2 separate regions of the Pan troglodytes genome follow, and region 1 is linked to region 2. Evidence: chromatin contacts called from public capture Hi-C data. All regions are on one chromosome and are shown on one strand. The core of a region is the stretch at or near the end of the contact, and the rest is flanking DNA. Distances in the headings are between cores, read along the strand shown. Region 1 overlaps JAM3 (junctional adhesion molecule 3). Region 2 overlaps IGSF9B (immunoglobulin superfamily member 9B).

Region 1 (5,462 bases), core at 1,764-4,263, 210 kb before region 2:
AACTACTCATCGCGAAACCTGACAACTGCTGACAAGGACATGAAGGGCTTGCCATAATACACTAAAAACGGCACACTAAAAGATGCTTCCGATGGAGCACAGACATTGGCGACAACATTTTCGAATGGGAAGCTTTGTTATACAGCCACCCATTAGTGGAGGATTCGAACCTCTACCGTGTGAGAAAAGAGTAAATAAACCCCACCAGGGTGCCTCTGGTGCAGCCCTGCACTGAGGTGAGGAAAGAGGCCAAGTACAGCTGCATCCTCCCCAAGCCCCGGCATTCTGTGCAGGAAACCGTCTCCCTCAGCCTCCCCATCCCTGTGGCTAAGAGCAAAATGTTTAATCCCCAGAAAAGGAAAGTTCTTTAAAGAGTTTCTCACCTGGTTCCTCTGATGCTCTAACTACATGCTCAGGGTTTAGCAGGGTCAGCCTGAGTAGCCAAAGAAAACAGATCTGTGTTCTGAGAAGAACATTTCCATCACTCCAAAAATAAGAGGCAAAGGAGGGACTTCACGTGAGTGGGAAGCAAAACTCTTTTGAGGAGACTCAGGCTCCCGGCGACACTGAGAACCCAAAACAAGACTGTGTTGGAGCTGCTTCCACAAATCCCTCCCAACTCTCAACTTCTCTGAGAACTCCACAGGCTCCGACTCATGCACGAGCCTGCATGTGTACCTCCTGCAGCTCCCGCCCTCCTGTCAGAAAAAGGATGCCATCCTCCTCTCCAGCCACCTGCCTGCCTCCCTCTGTGCCCCTTGGCACAGCCAAGCCCCAGCAGGCCTCCCCTCGAGTCTCTCTCCCTGCCTGCACCCCAGCTTGGGGCCCCCCGCCAGCCTTCTCCCGGACTCTGCAGAAGGCCTCTGACTTGGGCCTCTGCTCTGAGTTGTGCCGCCTCCAATCTCTTCTCTACAGCAGCCACTTCAGTCTTCTGAAACATAGATGCAGCCACGGCACCTCCGCTGAGAGCCTCACAGCGGGCCCTCAGATACCGCCCATGCTCGCCTGGCATTCAGTGCAGTCTGCCTGGCCAGGCAACCTCTCCAGCCCCTCTCCTCCCTCTCTCCCTGTCCATGTACCGGCAACAGTGGGGAACTTGCAGTCTTTCCCATCAGCCAGTCCGTCTGTTGCTTCTGCGTCTTCATACACAGCATTCTCTCCTGACCACCACCTCCCTCCACACCATCTTGCCTGCTAAGCAGCCACCCTTCACACGGCACCCAGAGAGGCCACTTTGGGGAGCCTTCCCTGACCACCATCCTCCCACCCGGAGGATGTCACTTCCGGGTACCCCGTGTTTTCTCCCCATCGGCAACCCCAGCACCAAGCCAGAAACACAGTGGGTGGCTCAGTCTGTTTGTGCTGTGCCGTTGCTGAAACATATGGTCCTTCTCATTCACTCACCTACATCACTCACATCAGGATCATGAGAAGATGGCCTAGGAAAATGTTCACTTTGATTTCCCAAAGAGATGGGGCTGTGAGCAGATTAAGATCCTAGCTAATGAACTGCACTTGTTGATGCTGGGGGACAGGGACAGGGAGGCTTGATATACCATTTGCATTACTTTTGCATATATTTGAAATTTTCCATAATTAGAAATCTTTAAAAAAAAAAAAACGGTCCTAGCTACAGATGCAGGTTACCAGTCTGAGGTAAGTTTCTGGCCAAGAGTGTACACCCAGGTCTATGGACAGAGGAAAGGTCAGCAAGCAAGAGGACTACAGGATCATACCCTGAATTTTGTTGTCAAAAAACACATATGTGGTTTGTTCATCTTGAATTTTCTTCCACTCGATCCTGGGGTCACTTGTCTGCGAATCCGTAATGATGCAAGACAGTTCCACACCTAACACGCAAAGAAGAAAAAGAGCTCTCGGTGAATGTGGAGTGCTTCTAGGTTCAGCTGCACCCAGACCCTGCAAGCTCTAATTCAAGAGGCCTTTCATGCAGATTAAAAACGTAGCCAACTCCACACTCCAAGAGACTTTGAGAAAGGATTTTTTGCCAGAAAATCAATAAAGATAATTAGCAAGGATTTTACTACATAGTGTACCCCCTCCCTTAAACACCCTGCTTGTATATAAGAAATTTCTTGGCCAGGCGCGGTGGCTCACACCTGTAATCTTAGCACTTTGGGAGGCCAAGGAGGGTGGATCACCTGAGGTCAGGAGTTTGAGACCAGTCAGGCCAAACATGGCAAAACCCCATACAAAAATCAGCTAGGCGTGGTGGCGGGTGCCTGTAATCCCAGCTACTCAGGAGGCTGAGGCAGGAGAATCGCTTGAACCCAGGAGGCAGAGGCTGCAGTGAGCCAAGATTGCGTCACTACACTCCAGCCTGGGCAACAGGAGCGAGACTCCATCTCAAAAAGAAAAAAGAAATTTCTTTGTTGTGTGATCACAAAGCCAGGCAGGAGTGCGATGACAGCTGATGGAAAACCGCACAGGGCTCACTGCCGGCCTGCTGATGCCATGCTTCTAGGCCTGTGCACCGCAGAGCAGTCCACCCGGGACATCTCCCTGGCACACTACAGAGACAGATGTGTCCTGAGTTGGCTGCAAGACACCAAATGTCCAGTAGATGGTGCCCATTATCCTAGGCATTTCGTTTGTACTTACTTTCAAATTCCTGTACCACTGGGGTTCGATTGCTGGATTTGAGATTTACAGCCCCTATCAGGCAGCCTGAAGGAGAAAGAAAAGTAAAATCAGAGAAAATGTATCTCAAACGGCAGAGAAACCTTGCACTGAGGTCAGGTTTTCCCGTCTGCGTAGGCTATGGTTACTAACCACAGAGGATGGAAAAATATTCCACAATAAAGTCTCTTAGGTAAGCCAAGTTAACTGCTTTCTCTCTCAAATCTGACCTTCACTGGAAGGAGCCAAGGGAAAGAGAAGAGTTCTAAGAACTCCTTCTCCTTTCTAGTCCCAGAACAAAGCCCTCAGAGCTTTAAAGCCTTTGTCTAAGCATTTCCTATTGACCCTTCGACACCTCTCCTCCCAGACCTGCCCGGGCCTTCTGCCCTTCCTCCCTCCATCATCCCCTCTTCCCCAGGCTTCCAATCCTGCACAGGCACCCTCAGTGGCACGTGATATGGGCCAGACTCTTGGGCTGGAACTCTTCCCTTCGGGACGGCATCAACACTCTCTGGGTATGGTTATCAACCAGCTAGGAGTCCACCTCGCTGTATGAGCAACCCGGTGGTTCCAGTCCACGAAGTTTTCACCGGTCTTTGTTGAAATGAGAAAAATAATAATATAACACGGTAATTTTCACGAAGCTGAGTTTATATCATTGATGAAAGCAAGATAACTACTTGCATGGCAATCCCTTTCAAAACTAGCATCTGATTCCTTATGGGTTTGGGCAAACATCAGACACCTGTTTACCATGGTCTCAAAAGTTCTCAACTAATCTTGGAGAGAAGATCAAGTAGGTACATGGACTACCTACAACATAGTATTCTTTAGCTGCCATGCCTCCAATAAAACATGCCATCCCCAAAGAAGGCCTTCATACAGAACACCTTGATGAAGGTCTCTGGGTCCTGGCTTATGATCACCGCTAAAGAAAATCACAGAGCAACTCTGCTCCAAGCTGCTTTAACTCCTTGCATACTGGGCAGCCTCACACAGCCCATTCTTTTCCTTTCTCTTCTTTAATGGCCCAGCTACATGGATCTTTTCTTTCTAAATAGTCAGATTTCACTAATTCTAGCAAAAGCCCTAAACAATAATTCAACAAAAAGGGATGGAAAACAGAAGTGTAATATACCTGAATTGCTATTGGTTCCTAAAACACTTCTACAAAAAGTTATACAACAAAGGACAAGTGAAGATAACGTTATTTTGTTTGGATAACCATGGCTACTCCCTCTGGGAGCCAGAAATACATCCCATGCATGTGCAGCCCCTTCTACTTCTCCTTCAAAATGAAAGCGCCCAGTGATGCACTAGTAAAGAATGATATGTGAGGCTCCGAGTCTCTACCAAGGCCACACGGGCTCCTTCTAAGGAAAGTGGCCACAAACATTTCTCTCAGTATGAGCACCACGACTTCAACAGGACGCCACCACTGGCTCTAAGGGACTATCGGCCATAAACATTTCTCTCAGTATGAGCACCACGACTTCGAGGAGACGCCACCACTGGCTCTAAGGGACTATTGGCCATAAACATTTCTCTCAGTATGAGCACCATGACTTCGACGAGACGCCACCACTGGCTCTAAGGGACTAGTGGCCATAAACATTTCTCTCAGTTATGAGCACCACGACTTCGACGGGACGCCACCACTGGCTCTAACGGACTATTGGCCATAAACATTTCTCTCAGTATGAGCACCACGACTTCGACAGGACGCCACCACTGGCTCTAAGGGACTACTGGCCATAAACATTTCTCTCAGTATGAGCACCACGACTTCGACAGGACGCCACCACTGGCTCTAAGGGACTACTGGCCATAAACATTTCTCTCAGTATGAGCACCACGACTTCGACGGGACGCCACCACTGGCTCTAAGGGACTAGTGGCCATAAACATTTCAGTATGAGCGCCACGACTTCGACGGGACGCCACCACTGGCTCTAAGGGACTAGTGGCCATAAACATTTCAGTATGAGCGCCACGACTTCGACGAGACGCCACCACTGGCTCTAAGGGACTATTGGCCATAAACATTTCTCTCAGTTATGAGCACCACGACTTCGACGAGACGCCACCACTGGCTCTAAGGGACTATTGGCCATAAACATTTCTCTCAGTATGAGCACCATGACTTCGACGAGACGCCACCACTGGCTCTAAGGGACTAGTGGCCATAAACATTTCTCTCAGTTATGAGCACCACGACTTCGACGGGACGCCACCACTGGCTCTAAGGGACTAGTGGCCATAAACATTTCAGTATGAGCGCCACGACTTCGACGGGACGCCACCACTGGCTCTAAGGGACTAGTGGCCATAAACATTTCAGTATGAGCGCCACGACTTCGACGAGACGCCACCACTGGCTCTAAGGGACTATTGGCCATAAACATTTCTCTCAGTTATGAGCACCACGACTTCGACGAGACGCCACCACTGGCTCTAAGGGACTATTGGCCATAAACATTTCTCTCAGTATGAGCACCATGACTTCGACGAGACGCCACCACTGGCTCTAAGGGACTAGTGGCCATAAACATTTCTCTCAGTTATGAGCACCACGACTTCGACGGGACGCCACCACTGGCTCTAAGGGACTAGTGGCCATAAACATTTCAGTATGAGCGCCACGACTTCGACGGGACGCCACCACTGGCTCTAAGGGACTAGTGGCCATAAACATTTCTCTCAGTTATGAGCACCACGACTTCGACGAGACGCCACCACTGGCTCTAAGGGACTATTGGCCATAAACATTTCTCTCAGTATGAGCACCATGACTTCGACGAGACGCCACCACTGGCTCTAAG
Region 2 (5,130 bases), core at 112-2,611:
ATCGCAGTGTTCAGGGCACCCCTTCCTGAGGCACTGAGGGCTCCCAGGAGGCCTGGGTGCTGCTGCCGTCCCTGATCAGGCGAGGTGGGGTTTGTTCCCTGCTCTCCCCAGGGCCCCCTTTCATCGTCTCCCCTCCTGAGAACATCACCGTCAACATCTCCCAGGATGCTCTGCTCACCTGCCGGGCAGAGGCGTATCCGGGCAACCTCACCTACACCTGGTACTGGCAGGACGAGAACGTCTACTTTCAGAAGTGAGCACCCTGCTCTGACTTTTCAATGAGGTTGCCACCCCAGCCCCCACAGGCAGGGCCCCTGAGCAGAAATTGCACGGGCAGGCTGCCCGTGGCTCCTGGAGCTGGGGGAGGTGGGCGGTCTGGTCCGTGTGTCTCACATGCCAAGGCCAGGGTCTGCATGGAGGGGCCCTGGGGATGCCAGGGGCACGGGCTCTCCATGCCACATCTGGGGCAGTGACGGTGACTGTGTGTCTGCGGCAAGACCCCCTTCTGCTCGCCCAACCCCTTGTCCCCATGCCGCTTTGCAGCGACCTGAAGCTGAGGGTGCGCATCCTAATCGATGGGACCCTGATCATCTTCCGGGTGAAGCCGGAGGACTCGGGGAAGTACACCTGTGTGCCCAGCAACAGCCTGGGGCGCTCCCCCTCCGCCTCGGCGTACCTGACCGTGCAGTGTGAGTAGGGGTGCGGGGGAGCCTGGGTGGTGGGGCTCCCAGAAGGTTTTGGTGTTAGCCAGACTGTAGGCTGGAGGGTAGCAAAGACCAAGCATCATTTGGGGGCATGTAGGTGGAGGAACTAATAAGAGAAGAAGGAGGGATGGCTGGAGAGGAGGCTGAGGCCCTGGACAGTTGGGGTGGAGCAGCTCCTACTTCGCTGGCCAGGCGTCGCTGTTCAGCCAGTACATCTCATCAGCTCAGTGCAGGCTGCACTCAGGAAGACACCTTCGAGCAGTTCCTTCTGAACGGTGGTCCTCGGGCTGAAGGCTGGCCTGCACCTCTGTGCCCAGAACCAGTTGCTCTCTGGCGCTCTTTTCTCAGGTGTCATATGGAGCATAGCCCAGGCCCATGCAGGGTTAGGTTTCTCCCAGCCTCACTCCCTGCCTTTCCACACCGCGTCTGTGTCGGGGGCGATGTGCTCCAGCTCCTGCGCCTGCTCCCTCGGGCGTCCGCGGCCTCTCCCCTTGGGTGGCTGGAGATCCAGATGAATGAGCTGCTCCTCACCCAGACGTTCGAGGGCTTTTGTGTAAGCACCACCATTCAGCTTGCTGATCTTTAATACTGAGCAGCCAGTTGCTTTCCCGCCCCCTGGCAAGCTGAGCCCTGAGACAGAGAAGGATGAGTAATGAGGAGTAATATCTTCCTTTTGATTTGTGGATGGCCCTGTCACTCAGGCAACAAAGGCTGGCATTGTTGCTGTAGATAACAGACTCTCCCTCATTTCCCGGCTGGTGTGGGCGGATTGCTCACACCCAGCGACAGGGAGTGGCAGGGGTGAGAAGTGGAACAGTCTGGAGACAAGACCGGGGTCAGTGTACGAGCTGAGGACAAGTGGAGGACGGCTGGTGGCCCTGGAGGTGGAGCTGGTCCGACTGCTGCCCAGAGCTGGATGTGGACATTCCACTGTTGGTCGCGGTGGTGGAGCACGCTGCGCCTGCTGAGCGCCATTGGACCCCTAACCTCGCAGTCTCACTCTTTCCTCTCCATGGAGTGCATCGCCTCTCTGCTTCTGCCGTCAGCCACTTAAAGGACTTTTGATGTGCTGTATTCCCAGGCCCAAGCTTTAGAGGGCCGTGAGGCCCAGGACAACAGATCTCACTCCCCAGACCTGCAGCGGGAAAAAGCGAGTCGAGAAGTTATTCATACATGACTTAGGATGTGCCCAAGCTGTGCTGGGGTGGGGAAGAACTGCAGGAAGGAGAGACCCGTCCACCACAAAGGTGCGCCCCGTCCCTCTGTGCTGGACGCAGGCTGTGCCACCTGGCACGGAGGTGGCCATGGTGGGGCAGGAGGAGCCAACGGGAGGTGGCCTTTGGAAGACGAGCTGGCCAGGACGAAGGCCCCTCCTCGAAGCCATAGGCCATCTGTCTTTCTGGAGACATGTTTTGGTTTTCCCTGTCTCTCCCCGGCGCCAGCGTCACCACCCACTCCCCCTTGTCCTTTTTTACCTCCTTCCTGTCTTCAAAGAAAATCCAGGGGGTTGAGATTTACAGGTGGGTGAGACAAGGATTTTTATTTCTGCTAAAAAGCAGCGTTCAGAGTATTTCCCATTCATAAACGCTTTGGAAACCTTGGAGGAAAAAAAAAAAACCTCTACCATACAAAAGTAGGAAGCTATTCTAAATATATAACTCGGCCTGGTATTTATGTAACACTGTTCTCTGAAGAGCTCAAAATGCTTAAAAGACACCAGCTCATTCATCCTCACTGCCTTCCTAGTTCTGGATCCTTCTCCTCCGTAGCCCTCAGGGGAAATAGGGGAGTACTGAGAGGAGGTGACTCAGCCTGCATCGCAAGAGGTGTGGGGTTCTTGTTGCTCCTCCGAGAGCCAGGGTCCTGCTGTGTCACCAAGGTTGGAGTGCAGTGGTGCCATCATGGCTTACTGCAGACTCAAACTCTTGGGCTCAAGTGATCCTCCCGCTTCAACTTTGAGAGTACCTGGGACTACAGGTGTGTGCCACCATGCCCAGATCATTCAAAGATTTTTTTGGTAGAGTTGGAGTCTCGCTAAATTGCCCAGGCTGGTCTTAAACTCCTAGCCTCAAGCAGTCCTCCCACCCCAGCCTCCCACAGTGTTGAGATTACAGGTGTGAGCCACTGCACCTGGCCTGATTCTGCATTTCAGCTGCAGAATCAGATGGGGAAGTGAATCCAAGGAAGGCTGGTCAACCAGCAGAATGGGGAGGAAAAATACCCCCTTTGTGGTTAAGCCTACGATAGTGTTCTTCTTTTGACTTCGGATGTAGAGGCGGGGACTGCTTGTTGCTCAGGAGACTTTGGGATAAGGAGCTGTTGGGGAAGGGTGTGGGCAAATGCTGGCTTTGAGGCTCAGGGTCTAGGAACAGAGAGAAATGGACATTGAGAGGACCTCGTTCAATGGGTGAGGTCCATGGTAGAAGCATGACAGGGGCACTGAGGATTGGAGCAGGCTCGGACGTGCATTTGAGTGCCTCCAGACACGCAGAACAGAAGTTCTGAGCACCTGGGCTGGTGCATGGGCTGCCTCCGGCCTGGCTTCTCACCTGGCTTCCCTGTGTCTGTCTCTCCCACCTGCGCCTCCTCTGCAGACCCAGCCCGTGTCCTCAACATGCCCCCTGTAATTTACGTGCCCGTGGGGATCCATGGCTACATCCGCTGCCCTGTGGACGCAGAACCACCGGCCACCGTGGTCAAGTGGAACAAGGACGGCCGTCCCCTGCAGGTTGAGAAGGTGCTAGAGAGATGCATGTTGAGGGTTGGAGTGAGGGCTCCCCCCAGTACTGTGATGCCACCTCTGGGCTCTGGATTTCTGCCAGGACTCCTGGCCCCTTCCAAAAGCCCTGGGCAAACAGAGAGCTGCTTCCGTAGGGGTCTGCGGGTGCCGTCCGCCCCAGGCTGGAGCTCCTGTACCATCCTGCATGCTGCCTGGCCCAGCTGGGACCCAGCCTGGGATGGAGCACGGAGTCTCTGACCAGCGTTCCCTGCCCTATCGTCTATGTCTGGCAGAACCTGGGTTGGACCCTGATGGAGGATGGCTCCATTCGAATTGAGGAGGCCACAGAGGAGGCTCTTGGCACTTACACCTGTGTGCCTTACAACACCCTGGGGACCATGGGCCAGTCTGCCCCTGCGAGGCTTGTCCTGAAGGTGAGGTCCCGGGGCTGTGACGGCCTCCATGAGCTGGGCACCTGGATCCCCCGCCTCACGAGGGTGCCTGTGCTTTCCTCCCCAGGACCCCCCCTATTTCACGGTGCTACCAGGCTGGGAGTACAGGCAGGAGGCCGGCCGGGAGCTGCTTATCCCCTGTGCTGCTGCAGGGGACCCCTTTCCTGTCATCACGTGGAGAAAGGTACCTGGGCCCTGGAGCCCTGGGTCTGCGGGGAGGTGTGAGGGCCCAGGGAGCCCCGGGGCTGCGGGGAGGTGTGAGGGCCCAGCGAGCCCCGGGCTGCGGCGGGGGTGTGAGGACACAGCGAGCCCCAGGGCTGAGGGGGAGTGTGAGGGCACAGCAAGCCCCGGGGCTGAGGGGGGGTGTGAGGGCACAGCGAGCCCCGGGCTGAGGGGAGGTGTGAGGGCCCAGTGAGCCCCGGGGCTGAGGGGGGGTGTGAGGACACAGCGAGCCCCGGGCTGAGGGGAGGTGTGAGGGCCCAGTGAGCCCTGGGCTGAGGGTGGGTATGAGGACACAGCGAGCCCCGGACTGCGGGGAGGTGTGAGGGCCCAGCGAGCCCCGGGGCTGAGGGGAGGTGTGAGGACACAGCGAGCCCCGGGCTGAGGGGAGGTGTGAGGGCCCAGTGAGCCCCGGGCTGCGGGGAGGTGTGAGGGCCCAGCGAGCCCCGGGCTGCGGGGAGGTGTGAGGGCCCAGCGAGTCCCGGGCTGCGGGGACGTGTGAGGGCCCAGCGAGCCCCGGCCTGCGGGGAGGTGTGAGGGCCCAGCGAGCCCCGGGCTGCGGGGAGGTGTGAGGGCCCAGCGAGTCCCGGACTGCGGGGAGGTGTGAGGGCCCAGCGAGCCCCGGGGCTGAGGGGAGGTGTGAGGACACAGCGAGCCCCGGGCTGAGGGGAGGTGTGAGGGCCCAGTGAGCCCCGGGGCTGCGGGGAGGTGTGAGGGCCCAGTGAGCCCCGGGCTGCGGGGAGGTGTGAGGGCCCAGTGAGCCCTGGGCTGCGGGGGGGTGTGAGGACACAGCGAGCCCTGGGCTGCGGGGAGGTGTGAGGACCCAGTGAGCCCCGGGGCTGCGGGGAGGTGTGAGGGCCCAGTGAGCCCCGGGCTGCGGGGGGGTGTGAGGACACAGCGAGCCCCGGGCTGTGGGGAGGTGTGAGGACCCAGCGAGCCCCGGGGCTGAGGGGAGGTGTGAGGGCCCAGCGAGCCCCGGGCTGCGGCGGGGGTGTGAGGACACAGCGAGCCCCAGGGCTGAGGGGGGGTGTGAGGG

What was found. Capture Hi-C pulls out chosen DNA fragments and counts their contacts.
Region 1: a capture Hi-C map of stem cell-derived neural stem cells shows a contact between it and region 2, with 4 times the contacts expected there. The contact joins two enhancer-like sites. A contact is called at or near these places in 1 of 7 Hi-C or Micro-C datasets (stem cell-derived neural progenitor cells) and 1 of 1 other capture datasets (stem cell-derived neural stem cells).

What each region holds. Positions count from the first base shown.
Region 1 is chr9:136,100,177-136,105,638 of NHGRI_mPanTro3-v2.0_pri, reverse strand. JAM3 (junctional adhesion molecule 3) reads right to left here. Exons shown (of 9, transcript XM_529458.9): 2 at 2,623-2,688; 3 at 1,737-1,850. Among named protein-coding and RNA genes, the nearest start is that of JAM3, 73 kb to the right of the region's middle. Within about 2 kb of position 3,013, at least 8 of the 24 cell types and tissues checked have an H3K27ac peak or open chromatin away from gene starts, as enhancers often do. A contact at or near this core is called in stem cell-derived neural stem cells, where this site is marked.
Region 2 is chr9:135,888,357-135,893,486 of NHGRI_mPanTro3-v2.0_pri, reverse strand. IGSF9B (immunoglobulin superfamily member 9B) reads left to right here. Exons shown (of 20, transcript XM_016922322.4): 6 at 112-253; 7 at 544-689; 8 at 3,299-3,441; 9 at 3,717-3,857; 10 at 3,943-4,059. Among named protein-coding and RNA genes, the nearest start is that of IGSF9B, 25 kb to the left of the region's middle. Within about 2 kb of position 1,361, at least 9 of the 24 cell types and tissues checked have an H3K27ac peak or open chromatin away from gene starts, as enhancers often do. A contact at or near this core is called in stem cell-derived neural stem cells, where this site is marked.